2 separate regions of the Oryctolagus cuniculus genome follow, and region 2 is linked to region 1. A link is a contact called in public Micro-C data. All regions are on one chromosome and are shown on one strand. The core of a region is the stretch at or near the end of the contact, and the rest is flanking DNA. Distances in the headings are between cores, read along the strand shown. Region 1 holds the start of LOC100345591 (myosin regulatory light chain 12B). Region 2 holds the start of TGIF1 (TGFB induced factor homeobox 1).

Region 1 (6,284 bases), core at 16-2,515:
GTTATTCCCTTCCTTAGTGAAGAATCCAAAATGACTCCCTGAAATGCCTTACATAATATTTTACTTCCCTTCCAGCTTTCAGGACCGGGCCTCGCTTACTTGCCCACCCTTACTTCCGGCTAGTATGCATGTGGCTCTGCTCCAACCAGGCTGGTGCCCCCCTGCGCCCTCTCCCATCTTGTTACCTCTCACCACAGTTCCTCCTTCTTAAGGCAGAATCCGGGGCCTCCAAGGAGGTCTCAGTTCTCTTCCCAGGAAGCCTTTCCTGATTCCTGTTATTTGTCCTTTTCTTCAATTAACACAAATGAACTACATCTTACCAAGGTGCCAGGTATAGCGGGCGTTACGACTCCTGGGACATCACTTTAGCCGATACCCTGGTATCAGTTTTCTAATAGCTTTCTTGGACACATTACTTTAGGCAAAACCATGCACTAATAGCTCCTGCCCTCCCCCCAATCATCAAGCACAGGGAGGGCCACGGGGCAGGTGCTCCACGCGAATAAGCCCGCACCGACGCTGGGAAGCGACCCGAGGCGCTATCAGCGGGGCACCAGGTGTGTGAAGTCATCCAGGTGACGCAGAGCCGGCCCACGCGCTGCCCCGGGGACCCGGCCGCCACCTCCAGCAGGGCGTCTCCCCAGCCTGGCTTCATCCGATCTGGAGCCTCCAGACACCCTCGACTTCTAGGCCAGTGGCGCCGCCAGAGCCCCACAACGGACCCCCCCCTAATTTCATCCTGGCCCTGCGCTCACAGCTCCTCCGCCAACCTGACAGGTCCCGCGCCGCCCTGCAGTGCTGGGGCTGGGACCCGCCACAGGAGCGCGGCAGCAGGGAGACGGCGGCACGGACAAAGCCCGAAAGAGGATGTGCGTGGGGCCAAACGCCACTCACCGGGCGACAGACACCTGAACCGGGGCTGCCCTGCGCGAGTCGACGAGCGACGGGCACGAGCTCTGGGCTGTGGCCGGTCAGCGGCGGCGCCGGCACTTCCTGCCTGGAGAGGCGGTGCGGAAGGCGCACCGGAAGGCGCGGCCGATCCACTCGGAACGGGGGTGCAGTCAGTGTTCTCGCCAGCTACGGAGCGGATCCCGGGGGTGAGGGGAGCGGGGCTGCGCCGACCTGACGTGCACAGCCTAGGCCTTGGTTGTCGGTTCCGAGCCGAGGAGGCCTGCCCGCCCGCGGCCGCGGCGTTCGTCTGCAGTTCGCCCTCTATCCCCCTCTAAGTCCCGCGGCGGATCCCCGGCCCTTCCGCATTCCTGGGCGGCGGGGCGGGGCCGAGGGGCCCGAGCTGGAATTTGACCCGGGAGGGCTGTAACCGCCCGGGTTTCTGGGGGTCCCCTGAGCCGGAAGCCGCCCACCCACGGTTGCCAGATTTAGCAAATCTGCAAGAACAGTTGGCTTGGTTCAATCCGAGTTTCGGGTAAACAAGCATTTTATTTTTAAGAATGTCCGGTGTAAAACCGAAAAGAGGGCGGCGGCCGGGCGCACTCCCGCCAGCTGTGGAAATCCTCACTTCCCAGCCCGAGATAAATCCGGAAAGCCGAATCCCCTTAACTATTAGACCAGAGCTACAGCCTCTGGCTCTCATTCCCCTTTCAGCCACAAAGTTTTATTCAAACTGAAATCCAACACGCTTAGACTGGGGAAGCTGACAAAATGACACACACACAGAGATACATGCACACACGCAAACACCGTGCCCGGGCGCAACAAAGGAAAACACGGAGCTGCCTTATTTGCCTTTTGTGGATATTGTTTTGTAGCTATACTCTTCAGGATGAATTAGCACTAATTCCAAGTGAGGGAGAGTCAGCCTAATAGCAAATCTTTATTGAGCACCGATTGCCTGCACATGTGTTGGCTGCTGGAGCGACGAATGAATAATTCAAATTCTCTTCCCTCTGGGAGTTTATATTCTAGAAATCTCTGATCTGAAATTCCTAGAAAGTAGACCGTGTTCAGCACTCTACAGCAGTTCTTAAATAGTAGCCAGCATAAAACTAACTTCGTAGGTCTGCTAAAACAGGTTGTTGAACCTCAAACTCAGTAAGCAGGGGATGGAGGCTAATTTTCATTTCTAGGTAGCATGCAGATGATGCTGATGTGGGCCTCAGCCAAAATCACACCTTGGTCTAAATTATTTACCTTAACCCTGACTGCCCTTTGGTTCGAAGGCTTTGTTTAAGCTTCCCATTCACCAGAAAGAGCGATTTGGTCTTGGTCTCAGAGCTCTTCCAAGCATGATCTTACCACCCCAGAAACCTTCACCTTGGTTCCCCCTTCAGAGCATAGCTGGACTCACTCTTGACTATTCAAGGATACTTCATAAATTTGGAGAAAAACCAGAATTAAAAGATGTTTATTTTGGAGCAAAAATAATTTTGAAATCCCTGTTTTTTCATAATAGACTTCACAACTTTTTAAAGACCCTCATATGCATGGATTTCAATTTTTTGCACCAAAATAAACTTAATTCCATTTTCTGTTAACTTCTTGAAGTACCCTTGCCCTTTAACTGTGATCTCTGTATCTAAGTTTCTAGAAGTGTGCTATCCAATACAATAGGCACTAACTGCATGTGGCTTAATTTTAAAACTTCAGTTCCTCGGGTTGGGTTAGATAGTCTCATATGCTCAGTGCCACATGTGGTTAATGTCATTACTGGACAGCACAGTGCACTTCCATCGTCACGGAAAGCTCTACTGGAGAGCACAATTCTAAAGAAATAATTTTAAGGTATATTGTTTTCTCTGTACTCAAAAGCTATAAAATGCTGGATATCTAAATATCCAATGTTTGGAATTGAAATTATGGTATATCTATGTCAAAGATAACTGTGGTCATTAAAAAGAATGGCTGAAAAAGTAATATACTCAAAAGTAGCTATGCTAAAACATGAAAAAATGGTTTAAGAAATATTAAAAAATACTATGAATTCATTATAACTAAAATGTATATAGTTAAGTATTAGAAAAAAGGCATGACTTACTATTTGAGCAGGCATAGAGATATTAAGTATAAAAGGGTACGGGTACTTGGAAGTAGGAGGAGCTAATGGAAATGGGATAAACAGCATGGGGAAAATCAAACTTTCTTCAACATGAGATTAAGCTCCAACAATCCCTTAAGAGCAGGAAAGATAACCAGGCTGCAGAATTGTACACTTAAGGGAGAATTAATGAGACACACATTGGAGCTGCTCAGAAAATTGGAAGTCAACTATTTGAGCATCTGCTAGGTACTAGGTAAACTGACAGGCATTTCTATGGACCTTTCTCCCAACCCGAGCCTTTTATTTAACCACCTACCGCAAAACTATTTCCATGTATCCTTCGGGTAGTATGCGTCTTTATTTTTTTTAAGGATAACCCTAAATGGGCTCTAAGTTCTATCCAACCTTCCTATCTCCTAGATATGATCCATTTTGTTTCATTTTCCTTCTAGTTTGTCTTGTCCCCCTTTTAAAGATAGGCCTTTGACCTTGCCTTCCCTTCAGGATTCTTTTCATTAGCCTCCTGGTAAGCAGAATAACTACTATTTGTACACCTAACACGTGTTGTACCATTTTGCTATTGTCCCTGCCTGCCCAAAGACACAAAGGTACTCAAGGTGGAATTCTCTCAACCAAATCTTACTGCAAACCCATGCTTCTCTTAATCATGAAAATGCTGCTTAATACATTAGCATGTTTCTGGGGTACGTATTTGGCATACAGTTAAGATGCCGCTTGGGACGTCCACATCCCATATTACAGTGCCTGGTTTTGTGTCTTTGCTCCCAATTCCAGGTTCCTGCTTATATACACCCTGGGAGGCAGCAGGTGATGGCTCAAGTAGTTAGATCAGAGCCACCCATGTGGGAGGCCTGGACTGAATTCCTGGCTCCTGGCTCCTGGCTCTGGCCCTGGCCCTGGCCCAGCCTGGGCCACTGTGGACATTTGGGAGAGTGAACTCTGCATCTCTAATAAAATACTCCTTAAAAACTATGTTTCGGGGCCGGCGCCGTGGCGCACTGGGTTAATCCTTTGCCGGCGGCGCCAGCATCTCATATGGGCACCGGTTCTAATCCCTGTTGCTCCTCTTTCAGTCCAGCTCTCTGCTGTGGCCCTGGAAAGCAGTGGAGGATGGCCCAGGTGCTTGGACCCCTGCACCCGAGTGGGAGACCAGGAAGAGGCAACTGGCTCCTGGCTTTGGATTGGCGCAGCTCCGTCCGTTGCGGCCATTTGGGGAGTGAACCAGCGAAGAGAAGACCTCTCTCTCTCTCTGTCTATAACTCTACCTCTCAAATAAATAAAAATCTTAAAAAAAGTTTTGTTTCTATTATGAACCAGCATTACATTCATTTTATAAATAGGTCAAGGGACATTAAGCAAACCTAAGCATTATACACTATGCTGTTTTACACTGTGGCTTCTGCAATCAAAATTCTACCTAATAGCTCAACCAGAAGCCCAAGGACTTGCCAAATCTAGTGGCCTCATAAACATTACCAGATTTGACTTTTCTGTGGCTGACAATATTGATAACCTCTTCACTCTCAAAGTTAACTTGATTTCATTAATACTGTTTTGGAGGCTCTACTTAACTTTCCAAACCTTTATCTTCTGATTGTTAATGTAGGTTTTAGGCCTTGTGCTGTCCTTCCTCTCTCCGTGTAACCTTTCCCTTCTCCGATTTTGCTTTTACTTGTCTCTAACAGTCCATCATTCCTTCTTTTGTTCCCTGGTAGCACTGAATTCCTGCTCTCTGATATTAGGTCCTTTGATAAAATAAAAGGTGGGCCCTGAAATCCAAATAAATACAATCATAAGCAAGCAGATTTGGTGCTGCCTCACTGGGCTGGTTTCATCAGAACTTTTGAAACAGTTTGTTTCAAATATGACTTTCACCATGGAAACTTTTAGAGACCAGCTTTTCAATCAAACTCACTGTCTGAGCAAAGGGACTTCAGCTGTTTATTGGTAATCAACCTTGCTGAAACAAAGCCCAGTTACTAAGCTGAGAATTCTATTACTAAATTAAGGGGACTTATATTTCATTTATGGTAGACCATCCACTGTTCTTAATGCAGGGTGGTTCTTTAAGCAGTTACTTAAAATGGAAATAGGGGTATGGCAGAATTAATTTCAGTAGTACATTTTTTTTCTGTAGTGGAAACAATGCTGTTATTCGTTCCTCATGGGATTTCTTAATAAAACAGAAGTGATAAGCTTTTCAATTGAAATGAAAATTCATCAAAGAATTTTAGCAAAATGGCCACAGCTTGAAAAAAATATTTTGCTTAAACCACTGAGTGAAATTAAGGACAGAAAAAAGGCAAAGAATTAAGCAGATGGCCGGCGCTGCGGCTCACTAGGTTAATCCTCTGCCTAGCGGCGCCGGCACACCGGGTTCTAGTCCCGGTCGGGGCAACGGATTCTGTCCCGGTTGCCCTTCTTCCAGGCCAGCTCTCTGCTGTGGCCAGGGAGTGCAGTGGAGGATGGCCCAGGTGCTTGGGCCCTGCACCCCATGGGAGACCAGGAAAAGCACCTGGCTCCTGGCTCCTGCCATCGGATCAGCGCGGTGCGCCGGCCACAGCGCGCCGGCCGAGGCGGCCATTGGAGGGTGAACCAACGGCAAAGGAAGACCTTTCTCTCTGTCTCTCTCTCTCACTGTCCACTCTGCCTGTCAAAAAAAAAAAAAAAAAAAAAATTAAAAAAAAAAAAAAGAATTAAGCAGATTCTACTCTTGAAGGGGGTAAGGACTAGTTAGTTCATTCCTGTTTGACTTTCCAGGTTAAAGGATGTAGCTCAGTCATCCTACTGAGCATAAAGGCCAGCTTCCAGAAGGCATTCAGTAATTGCTTACTGAATGAGGTCATGGTTTTGTCCAAGGATAGTCTTGTTAGTAGAAGCATAAAACTTGAAGTTATTAAAGTAATTGTCAATTACTCATCTTGGTAGGTTAATTGGCATTCTTTTTGACCAACTTTTTCTGTTTCAAATAGTTTACAGCTCATGAAGCCTTAACAGTTAAATTTTTGAAGCTCAAAGAGAATATAACTATCTACCACTCCCTGATTAACTGCATTTCTGCAAACAGCAGAAGTTATTTTTAGGACTGAAATAATGACCTCACTTTCCCTGGCATGCAGCTTCAGCTGTTTTGACTATGGGCAGGTCAGGAATGTCCAAAATTCTTACATGGATTAGGATGACTCTCTTCATAACAAGTATGGTCTTTTAATAGTAAGTATTGTATTTAAAAAAAAACACTATTTACAATAAAAAAAAACTGCATTAT
Region 2 (5,838 bases), core at 2,542-5,041, 200 kb before region 1:
GCTTTGCTTACACTTAAAAAAATGTGGCTGGAAGGGAGGGGGGCTGACTCGCAAGCCTCGGTGACTCTATCCACATACAAGGAAATGGTGTTTAGAAAGCCACAAGATGGCCTATGGATCCCACAGCCCTTAGAAGCAGTCTTGGCCTCTGCACTTTTTCTCATCAGCTCTGCCACACCAAGATGGGGGAAAGAGGGCAGAAGAGACAGTAGGACTTAAAAAAAAAAAAAAATCTAGTAAAGAATCCAGAAATAATTGGGGAGAAAGTGAAGTTGAAGCATACAATTAAGAAGAAAAGCAAACTTAAACTAAGTTTCCCGATCAAAAGATCTCTGGAAAAGCCAAGGAAATCCAACTGAACACCCAAACCCCGAAATCCTGGGTGCCCCCGTCTGCCACGGAGGAACCCCTTAAGGCAGCACTTCAACAGTCACACCGGGAGCAGACTGAAGGGATTCTCCTCATCGAACCTTCTCTCTGCTTGCTTTAAGCCATTTCTGATGTTTTTGCGGGCTGAGCCCAGGTTTGTTGTCACAAACCTGTCTGACCAAACCCCGGGCTCTGGAAGCCAGTGGAAAGTGCCTTCGCTTTAAGGCCACCTGGGGCGATTTCCACAGCCATCTCCAAGGCAGACAGGCACAGAGCCGAGGCCGGCCCGCGATCCCTGGGGAGTGCTCACGCGACCCACAGGGAAGGCGCCCTCCGACCCAGGTGGCCTCGACCGCGAGGAGGCAGGGCCGCGGGGGCTCGCGCCGAGAGGGAGGAGCCCGGAGGCGAGCGAGGAGCTTTTGTTCTAGAGTTCCTCGGCCCCAACTGAAACCGGCCTGCAAACTTTTTTTTTTTTTTCAGTCAGTAACCGCGACCCGAGGCGCTCCAGGGCTCTGGGTCACTCGCCGCTGGAGCCCAGAAACGAGGCCGTGACTCCCGCCCCCGGCGCGAACACAGCTGGGTAGGAAAACCTCAAAAGGGAAAGCAACCCGGGCCACCTCGGCACTTTCAGCTCCCCGACACGGGCCCTGAAGCAGTCGCCAAGTTTCCCCTCCACCACGTCACCTTTCATTGTTTCCGTGAGTCGGCGCGGCGGGGGTCCCCACGGATCCAGCCCGCCGGTCCCGCTCGGTCCCCCCAGCCGCGGGGCGGGGGTGGGGTACCGGAGAGCGCCGAGGGGCGCTGCGGGGGAGCCACCTGGGAGGGAGAGTTGGCCAGGGTGGGGTGGGGGGAGGCGAACCAGGGCAGCCCCCGCCCGAGCCCGAACAATGGGGCTGGTCGCCCCCGGCGGAAGCCCGGCTCGGCGTTCGACGCGCTGGAACCCGCGTCAGAAACTGACACCCCCACCCCCACCCCGGGGTAGCGCGCCCAGCCGCCCCGGAAGGCTCTGGACCTGTCATCCCAGCAGAGTCCAGGCTGGCGCGGCTCTTCCCTCGCGCGTCTTCTCACAGAGCCAAGAGAAACGTCCCAGTTCTCCCCGTGGCCCTCAGGGAGAAAGGGAAGTCCTACTCCCAACTCCTCCCCGCCCCGCCGTGACCCGGCCTTTCACGTGTGATTTCTCTGTCCTGCCGGGAGAGCCTGGGGGGTGGGGGGACAGAGACGCGCCGCGTGTTTCAAAGTCCCGCACGGAAACCACAGGGCAACAGGGGATTCCCCCCTACACACGCGAGAAACGCAGCCGCCGGGACGGTGCGTGCGTGCGTGTGTGTGTGTCTGTGTGTGCGCGCGCGGGGCGGCCGCACCACAACTCGGCTGTTCCGTGGGAGCCGCGCTCGCCGTCCGCGTCTGAAAGAATGTGGAGTCCCACACGCGAGGGAGCTCCCGGGCATGCGCAGCAGCGCCCCCACCCCCGCGATTAACTTCTGTTTTGATCCACTCCACATAAATCACAACAGAAAAGCCAGCCCCGGCCCTCCACGGAACACTCGGGGGACCTCCCAGGCTGGGACTCCGAAGTGAACTTCAAAAGGGACTTCTCAGTCCTTGACCTTTCTAGGTGGTGGTTTTTTTTTTTTTCTGTGTATTTTGCAATTTTTTTTTTAAACCAGACGGCAAGTTTTAGTTGTAAAGCTTCCAGAACGCTTGGTGGAAACAATGACAGCCTCGCTCTTCTGCACTTACAACCAAGCCTGCTTGTCACACTTGGACGCGTTCTGACTGAACGCCGCTGGAACTGGCTGGCCCTCCGTCCTAACTCTTCATCTTGCCCCAAATCCATCGTGGGAAAACTTTGAGAGACTGGGAATTTTTTTTCTTTCTTAAAGTCTAGTTTTCCAAAGCTGTTTACAGCAGAGGGCTTTGTGAGGGGCCGGGACCACATTCCTTTAATTGTGAAAACACCACATGCCCCAAGAAAAGTGCCCAGGCCCAGCTGGGAGTGGGGGCTCTCGGAGCAGAACTTTCTTTCAGACAAAGACGCGCCACGGTTCCGCTGCACGCCCCGCCCTGGAAAAGCGAGGCGCAGGGTCCCCCGGCCCGGACCCCCACAGCCCCCGCCGGAGAGACAGGACGAGGAGCCACGCGGCGGCTGGGCCGAGCGTGGGGTGTGGGAGCAGACAATGAAACTTGGAGGCGCACAAACAAGGCGCTGAGCGTGTTTCTTGACAACGCGCCAGCAGCGTGGAGAGAGGCTCGTCTCCCCCACAGCAGCCCCCGCGTGTTGTGTCTAGAAGGAAAACAGCAACTGCCATTTCAGACGCTGCCCCAACAAAGCCCACGGCCGCCTTTCCAAGTCCCAAAGTGCCCCAGGGCAGAAAAAAGTCCACCAAGTCACTCTTGGCGGCGGGGTCAGCACGTTGCCCCGGCTCTCGCGCTGCGGCGCGCACGGCCCCGCGGCCGCCTTACCTTTCTTACTTTTCATTCTGGAGCTCCTCTCCCAGCGCCAGGCAATGCTGGGGTCTCGAGGGGCCGAGGGCCGGAGCACCGGGGGCCAAGCGAGCGTTCTGATTCCCGGCCGATTCTCCCGTAACTTGTAGGACGTGCTCCAACCGTCGCTGCTAAACAAGGGGCTCGGATCCCAGGCGCCCGCTCCTCGGGTGGAATTCAAGTGACACTTGGGCTTCCTCCTGCCGGGAGATTCTGGCAGCCGGCCGGGGGCTCTCCCTCACCCAACTCGCTCCCCTCCCTACTCCGCTCCTTTGTTCCCTGCTCCTGCTCGGCGCACCTCGGCGCTGTCAGAGTGAGAAAGGCGAGGAGGGAAGGTACAGGAGGTCCTGCCTCCGCCCCCAGCCGCCCGCCCCGTCCCCCGCCCGCCTCGCCGCTCCTCCGCCCCTCCCCCGCCCCTTCCAGCCGGGGTGGACCGGATCGCGCCCCGGCCGCTGTCACCCGTCCCTCTCGGCGGCGGCCGACCTCAGAAACTCGATTCTTCCTGCCTGCCGCGCGCTCGCCGCCCGCATCCCTCGCGGGGCGGCGGAGTCACCAGCCGAGCGCCCCCGGGCTTTCCCTTTGGGCCTTTCTTCCCGGAGCAGGCGAGGGGTGCTTTTGGTTAAGAAACTGCCAGCCGATGGGAAAAAAAAGGACTCCCCTCCTCGCACCCAGAGAAGACTAGGCTGCCCCTCTCGTTTTTGACAGCTACCCCAAACTGCACAGTCCCTGCCCGAGCCGCTTCTGACCCAAGGGGCGGGGCACGGCAGGAAAAGTATGTGGGACAAGCACCAACTTCTTCCAGAATGCGCGGCTGCCATGGACACGCGGGCGCGCCGCGTCGCGCCCTTCCCCCGTGGCTCTTCCTCCTGCAGCGACAGTGGGAGTGGGTGGGGGTGGGAGTGAGGGGGGGATGAGACGCAGACACTCTAGGCGAATGTCTGTTCCCCAGGGCTAAAGCTGCGAGTTCCGGATTGGATTGCAGGGCGGTTTCGAAATCGAACACGTTGCGGACAGGCACTTGTCATGCTCACATGCTCTTTAAACGTCCCTGCCTGGGGACTGCCCGGGCGCGCGCCTGCCCCGCCGAGACGCAGCCTGACACCCTCACTCCACCACCGCCGGACCCTTCCCAAGAGAGGGGCGACCACGCCGTGGCTGCTCGTCTGCTTCGGTAAACAGAGTCTACTTTTAGGACCTATGCCCAGCGAGGGAACCCCTCCTCCCCCTGTATTTCAAACAGAAACTAGCCATTAAGTAAACACATGTTCCTGGTGGTTTATTTTGGTTGAGAGTTAGGCGGACTCCAACAGGAGTTCCTTGATGAAATGCCCCCTTTTTAAACCGCCAGATGCTTGCTGTTGGCTGGTTTCAACCAACGCAAGCCCCCTCCTCTGCGTCTAGTTGTTGGCGTGGGTTTGTCCCGTTGTTTTTGAGCAAATGAACTGTCATATGCCACAGTAAGACGATCCCCATCGCTTAAGAAAAAAAAAAAAAAAGGAAAAAATTCCAAACGTAAATAAGCCTCGTGGAGACGTCAGCGCCGGCTCTGTCCCCGGTGTGGACTCTGCGCTGTTTTTGTTTTGTGACCTCGGTGGAGATGCCGGCAGGAGAAAAACCCGTGGAAATAAGGTTAAACCCAAGGAGGAGGAGGAGGACTAAGGCGGCCAAAGCATGACTAACCAGACTTTAGAGCCTCTGTTTTCGGATTACGCTGAAAATTAGAGCCAGCCTCCCCCGCCCCAAGAGTGCGTGCGTTCTGGCCAGAGTTTTAAAAAGCCTGGGGTGGGTTTTCCAACTACGGGACTTAAAACGAATCAACAAGGGGGAAAAGCGTCATTCTCAGAAGGCAACCACCTTGTGATTTTTGTTTCTTCTGCGGCACAGAAGGGAGCCCACATCTGAAACAGCACAGGGGGATGGGAGAGGGGGGTACTTGGTCCTGGGGGAGAAACCACCAGGCTGGAAGCTGCCCTGCAACCGCCTGCAGCGCAGTTCCGTCCCCCCCGCCTGGCCGGGGATGAATCAGCTGCTGCGCCCGCTGCCGGACAGATGTGGCGCGGGGAGGGGGCCGCGCCCCGCCGCCCGTTAGAGGGCCGCCCGTCCTTTCATTTGAAGGGTTGTTTGTGGCTGGGATTGGTGGCTCACATCCGCTGGGGAGCCGGGAGAGGAGGGAGCAGAGACGCTGGGAGGAGGAGCCCAGGCGGCCGCCGCGGCGCTCGGCGGCCTGAGTGGCAGCAGCCCCGTCTGGAAGCGGGCGGTTACTGCGGAGACGCTTTGTTTGCTAACTTCGAAAGCGGTGAGAAGCCGTCCGCACCGCACGCCTCGGTCGGCTGGGCCCTGCCCCCCGCCTGCTTTCGGCTGCCCGAGACCTAAACGTTTCCTTCTTCCTCGTGGTTATCCTTGGCCACGCGGTGGCTCTCATTATGTACACAAAGGTAGCTTTTCTTTCGGCTCTAAGTGAACTTGGCTAATTACCGCGATTCTCAGGCAACCGAGAGTTGGAGCGAGTTTACGGCATGAAAACAAACTTTACAGGGGGGAACGGAGAGGGGTGGAGGGAATTTAAAGCCTCTTTCAAATTAAGAGGAGGAAAAAAAGTGGAGACTTAAAATTCGCCTTGGCTAGAGCACCAACTTGATCCACGCCGTACACACCTTTTGCTGGAGTAAATCATACGCAAGCAGTTGCTGAAGTTGGCGAGATGCACCCAAGAGGAACACCGCCACAGTCTCGTGCTGCCAAGGCCTTATAGCCCCCCAGGTAGAGGGTTGACCCCACCCCTAAAGCTGACCCCAAACTTGTTAGGAGCTCTGGATCAGTGCCCTAGGGTCTTCCGCAACGCAGGAAAGGAAAACAAACCCCCCAAAAGTGGACTCCGCATACCAGCAACTGCTTAGGATATTTTTTGTTTATTTTCCTCTCTAGAGGTGGAAAAACAAGTTTCCGTTCTGGCGCTGTCAGTCCCTTAATGTCTCAGGGGCGTCT

Evidence for each region. Hi-C and Micro-C count contacts between places; a contact is called where the count stands out from the background.
Region 2: a Micro-C map of ear pinna shows a contact between it and region 1, with 4 times the contacts expected there. The contact joins the promoter of TGIF1 here to the promoter of LOC100345591 in region 1. A contact is called at or near these places in 2 of 6 Hi-C or Micro-C datasets (ear pinna and an unstated tissue).

What each region holds. Positions count from the first base shown.
Region 1 is chr10:60,148,967-60,155,250 of mOryCun1.1, reverse strand. LOC100345591 (myosin regulatory light chain 12B) reads right to left here and starts at 1,265. Exons shown (of 4, transcript XM_070050423.1): 1 at 1,123-1,265.
Region 2 is chr10:60,348,626-60,354,463 of mOryCun1.1, reverse strand. TGIF1 (TGFB induced factor homeobox 1) reads right to left here and starts at 3,791. Exons shown (of 3, transcript XM_002713597.5): 1 at 2,833-3,791. The coding sequence starts at 2,848. LOC138844047 (a long non-coding RNA gene) reads left to right here and starts at 743. Exons shown (of 6, transcript XR_011379420.1): 1 at 743-949.